2 separate regions of the Ovis aries genome follow, and region 2 is linked to region 1. The links are chromatin contacts, called in public Hi-C maps. All regions are on one chromosome and are shown on one strand. The core of a region is the stretch at or near the end of the contact, and the rest is flanking DNA. Distances in the headings are between cores, read along the strand shown. Region 1 has its middle 15 kb from the start of LDHB. Region 2 holds the start of GYS2 (glycogen synthase 2).

Evidence for each region. Hi-C and Micro-C count contacts between places; a contact is called where the count stands out from the background.
Region 2: a contact with region 1 is called in a Hi-C map of liver, with 5 times the contacts expected there. The contact joins the promoter of GYS2 here to the enhancer-like site in region 1. A contact is called at or near these places in 7 of 16 Hi-C or Micro-C datasets (hypothalamus, liver, mixed tissues and 3 more).

Annotation. Positions count from the first base shown.
Region 1 is chr3:194,098,933-194,101,809 of ARS-UI_Ramb_v3.0, reverse strand. No RefSeq gene overlaps it. Among named protein-coding and RNA genes, the nearest start is that of LDHB, 15 kb to the left of the region's middle. Within about 2 kb of position 1,344, at least 4 of the 54 cell types and tissues checked have an H3K27ac peak or open chromatin away from gene starts, as enhancers often do.
Region 2 is chr3:194,177,685-194,180,484 of ARS-UI_Ramb_v3.0, reverse strand. It overlaps GYS2 (glycogen synthase 2), which reads right to left and starts at 1,308. Exons shown (of 16, transcript XM_004006794.5): 1 at 1,016-1,308. The coding sequence starts at 1,133.

The DNA.
Region 1 (2,877 bases), core at 95-2,594:
ATGTTCTACAGTTACTCACCAACATGCAGAGTCTGTTAATTTATCCGTGAGCTCGAACTTCTAGAAGCCCATCTTCCATCTCTGTATTTTCAGTGCTAAAACAATGAAGACATATCATAAAAAACCATTTAATGATTCATTTCTTTTAAGTGCTTGGATGAATGATTATATGAATATATGGGAGCTTCAGGCCCTCTTGCTGTTGCTGCTTTCCCCCCCCCTCTTCCTCGTCCTCCTTCATTTTCATCTTTGTCTTTGATGTGTTTTAGCACACTTCTGCTTTTGTGGTCCTAACCTCTTTCTAGGCTCAGGTTTAGAGCAGGCTGGGGAAAGAATGTTTACAAAGCTTTCAAAATCCTCCTGAGCTCAGGTGGATGCTTTAAGTGTATGAGGGCAACCTGAGACTGGTGTCTCTACTTTGGATGTTCCAGTAGCGTGAGGAGGAAAGGTTACCTTAGGGCGTCCTCTTAGAGTTCTAGTTGCAAAGATATAAACCTGTAAGAGGACAGAACAAGAATCTGTACTGTGTGTCGTTTCATTCCCTCATTCCTGGTGCACAGTAAGCATTCAGTAAATATTTGATGGATATAATTTGTTTTCATCTCTCTCTATGCTATCACTATGCTATTTTTAAATTTTATTTATTCTTAATTTGAGGATAACTGCTTTACAATTTTGCTTACAATTACACTTTTTCCATTAACTGTCTGGGTGGCCTTAAAAAAATGCTGTGTTTGCTCTAATATTTAGTTTCTTTATCTGAAAATTAGGAAAATGGGAGGACATAGCTCATAGGGTTATCAAGAAGGTTGACAGAAATAAATGGAGATGAAGTACAACCACTAGTTAGATATACTTATTCTATGTATATTTATGTTTCCATCTATTACAAGCATGCTGGATTATTTATGCTTCTTAAAGTTAGATGTGAATTTATGGTGGTAGAAGTCAGGCAGGATGGTTGTTAGGAAGAGTTTTGACTGCAAGATGCTGTTCACTGAAAAAAATGTGCAACCTAAAAGTTGAGATTTATTATTGTGTGGACACACTGAAGACTTAAACCCAGGAGACAGCCTCTCAAATAGCTCAGATAGACTGTTACAAAGAGGTAAGGAGCGAGCCAGACTTTATGCCAGGTAGTCAAACTTCAAAAGATTACTGTTAATTAAGGAAAATCAGACATCTTACGTTAATGAACTTAGTGCCTTTCTGTGTGTGGAAGATGCAAGAGTCTGGGCTCATTGAAATCCTTCCTTTGAAGCAGTTGAACCGTACAGGGCCAGTGTCCTGCTGTTTTCCTTCCTGAATCCCCTCGGGGTACACAGGATGGCTGGGCTGGCTGATGACTTAAAGGCCTCGTACCACATTCTTCACTTACTGATGTGGCAGGCAACATTCCTGTCCACAAGGCCTCTATGAGACTCCTGATTCTGAGAATGCTGTCTCCAGACCTAGATTTTCCTATGCAGTATGTTTACTTTGAGAATTATCATCTCTATGTCTGTGATTTATTTATTTCTGCAGGTGTATCATACTGCAACATTAATTTGCCCACAAAATAGTAAAGAAAGAAAAAAGGAAAATGTGAATATTATGCACATTTGATTCAGAGGGCCTTGCAAACGTAAATTCCTCTCTTTGGGAGAAGGCCCAATTCTAAGAGGAATGTATATTCTAAAAATATTTAGTATGAGAAATCGAACTGGTCACAGATGACTCTTTGGAAACATAAAAATGTCAGAATGGCTTTTTGTGTGTACTAAGTAAATGCTGATTTGAAAAACTGCAGGATAAACATATATGAAATATATAAATTAATATGGGAAAATTAGTTTCATAAGTCCTGAATGGAGATGCAAAAGAGAACAGAAAATCAGTCAAGAAAATGCCCAGACTATGTTCTTTTGAAGAGAACTTTTGAAGCAAGGGAGTGTTGACTGAAGAAAAATGCATGACCTAAAAGTTGTGAGTTATGCTTTATTGGGGGGACTTCCTGAAGATTCTAACTTGGTTGACAGCCTCTCAGATAGCTCTGAGGAACTGTTCTGAAGAGGTAAGAGAAGAACCAGGAAATACAGGAGTTTTTGCTGAAAAACAAAGCAAAAACATGCAGTTGAACCGCAGAAGACTACTGCTAATTGCAAAAGCCAGAAATCCCAAATTAATGATCTTTAGTATGCTTGCTGCTGTTTAGTGGCTCAGTCGTGCAAGACTCTTTTTAACCTCATGGACTGTAGGCCACCAGGCTTCTCAGTTCAGTTCAGTTCAGTCACTCAGTCGTGTCTGACTCTTTGCGACCCCTGTTTCTCAGTCTTTGGGATTTCCCAGGCAAGAATACACCAGGCAAGAATCCTTCTCCAGCGGATCTTTCCAATGCAGGGATCAAAACCACGCCTCCTACATTGGCAGGCAGATTCTTTACCACTGAGACACCAGGGAAGCCACTTATTATGTATGGGAAGATACAAAAGTCTGCGTTCATTGAAACGATTCCTTAGATATGTATCTTAAACATTTCGGTCCAGTATCCTGCTTTTCTCCAACCCAAACTCCCCTCAGGGCGCTGCAGCAACTGGTAGCTTGATGGTGGGCAACATTCTTTCTTTACTGATCTGGCAGGTGAAAAAACAATTTCTTTGGTTCTCAGTGGGTACCTGAATTGAGAAAGAATGAAGCAAGAGGAACTGCCCTAGTGTTCCAGTGGTTAAGAATCTGTCTTGGAATGCAGGGAATGCAGGCTTGATTCCCTGGAAGGGAAACTAAGATCCCACATGCCCAGCAACTAAGCCCAAGTACCTCAACCCCTGAGCCCTCCTGCCACAACTAGAGAGTACGCATTCCCCAAGAAAAAATCCCACATGCCACAGCTAAGACCCA
Region 2 (2,800 bases), core at 59-2,558, 79 kb before region 1:
TTATTGCAATAAACATGTTATAAGTAACAAAAACAAAAAATATAATTTCCCCCAAATTGAATATATAATAGATCACATCACATCTTTTCATTTCAGATCCTTTAAATTCCACACATTATCACTGCCTTCATCCAACAATCATTTGGGCTGGTTTTCCTTGATCTTGAAAAACTCAATCTGCACAACTGTTGCTTTTTCTCTACCAATATTCCCTCAATATTAGTAGTAATAGTCTTGAGACTTTTAAACTAGACATTATCAATCCACAAGGAATTGTTTTTTAAGAATTTTACAGGTACCTTTTTCATTAAAAAAGTTTAGGTCACAGTTCTCTGCCTTGCCTTCTCTAATCCAGCATAAAAGAGGTTATATTTTACTAGGAAATTGTTCCAATTTTGTTAATTTGATTTCCTTTATCTTATAATTTCTATGTTTATATAGTATTGAAGAAAAAACTACATGCATTCTTCTTAATAGGAGGTCAATATTATACCTTCAGAACTTCTTCTAAGTTAAAACTTTAATTCCAAGCTAATCTTGAATTATTAGAAATGTTATTAAATATTTCACATAGTTGGAACAGAGCACATGTGTATTTCAGATCCTTTTAACAGGGGTTGAAATTTCTAATTAGTCCAGATCAGGTGCAATTCTTCCTAAAATAAACTACAAAACTGAACTTTGTTCCTGAAAAAAATAATCATGAAACCCAAAAAGTAAATATTAATTCTATATTTCTGTTTTGTCATAACATGAATTTGTAATTTTGATTTAAATGCGCATTTCCTGACCAAGACTGATATTTTCAGTTGTCTCTCCCTTCAACACGTAGAGCAGTGTAAGTTTTCATTGCCTGTTGAAATAGACAAGGTTAAACCTCGTCTAAACCTGTATTAGGTTTGAATACTTTCCTCACTCACAAGGGCAGTTCATTCTCACTAGAGTGAGTTCTGTGAATTCCTAATCTACATTCTCCAGTGATCTGGCAAATAGATGCCTCAGGGGCAGTACAAACCTTTATTGGTCACTTCCCAAGAGACTTCAAAGAGCAGTAAATTCTCCACAGGAAGTCCGGCTTCCCACCGAGGCAGCCCACCTAGGGATGTCACAGACAGCGACCGACCTCGAAGCATTCTTCCTTCAGTTCTCCGGCACTTTTGGTCTCTCTTTCGGTGACCTGTTCTCCTAGGGGTGATGCGTGTTAGGGACACAGAGGTTCAGAGCTGGGAGATGGAAGAGTTTGGTAGCTTCTCATATGAAGTAAACCAGCAGAAATAAATCTCGTGGACTTCCCAGAGAATTCCCAATGGAAAGCAGAATTCTCAGCTCCTTTTACACTCTTTCTGGGGAGGTCCAGTGAGGACACTATCTCTGATCGATATCTACCCAAATAACCCAGAGCATCACAAGTAAAACCCACCAGTTTAGGGCTTAGGTAAACACTCTTAGGATAACAGAATCTTTACAGGCTCAACATGACGTTAGCAAGGACCTTTAACCCCTGTCCTCTAGAACAAACTCCTAGACTCACACAGTCACTGGTACTTATTTCATCACCTTCAAAGTGATCCAAGAATAGCAATTCCACTTATAAAGTATGCAGATCATTGCAGGTTACATATAAAATTCATTGGGACATGTTTCTAAGCTTCAAATCTCTTTAGATTTCCTAAATGTTTTTTTTTCTTTTGATTCCCATTTTTAGATCAATAAAAACATTATTTCTAGTTGTTTTATTCCACATTGACAAATTGAATTTTGATGATAAACACTGATCTTGGTTCCCCTTTCCTTGATTACTTTTCTTAAAAAATTCCTTATGGAAAAGTATAAATACCAGGATGTCTCTAGGTATAATATACAAAGAATGTAATTTTGATCAATGACCTTTAGATCATTTTAATGAGGTTGTAGAAATTAATTTCAGTCAATTTACCTCAAATGTTATCAAACTGATAAAGAATAATTCAATGGATGGGAAAGATTGGAATAAATATAAACAAAATTCTTACAATGGTTTTCTTTAGGTGGTAGTGATGACAATTAATATTTAGGTGATCTTTTCTGTTTACTGTTATCCTACAAATTTTCTGCAATAAACACATGTGCATATAGTCATACCATACACAGAACAAGGAAAGGATTTTTGAAAGTACAATCAGATCACCTCCTGATTATTTCACTCTCACTCTCATTACTTTGGATTTTTGAAATTCCTGGGGTTGGCTTTCACCTGGGGCTTTGCCTCAAATACCAACACTCTCAACAACCCTTCACTTCCTAACAATCCCTCAAAGTAAACTAACCCTTGTAAATACTAACCCAAAGTAATATAACCCTTGAACCTATTATTCCTGACACGAGGACACACTTTGTCAATTCTTTGCTTTTTAGCAGTGAATGTCTTTTTCAAAATTGCTCCCTGAGTCAACAGAAGTGAAATAAATGAACCATATTTTCCCACTGAGGCAGCCCACCTAGGGATGTCACAGATAGCGATTGACCTCGAAGCACTCTCCCTTCAGTTCTCTGGAACTTTCGGTCCCTGTCTCGGCGAACTGGAATCCTAGGAGTGGTGCGTGTTAGGGAAGCAGAGGTTCAGAGCTGGGAGATCACAGGCGCTGGTAGATTCTCATATGAGGTAAAAACCAGCAGAAACAAATCTCATGGACTTCCCAGAGAATTCCAAATGGAAGGCCGAATTCTCAGCTCCTTTTACACTCTTTCAGGAAAAATACATATATTTTTTTTCCATGGACATACTTCCATGGAAATATGTCCATGGAAAATGCCTTTATCA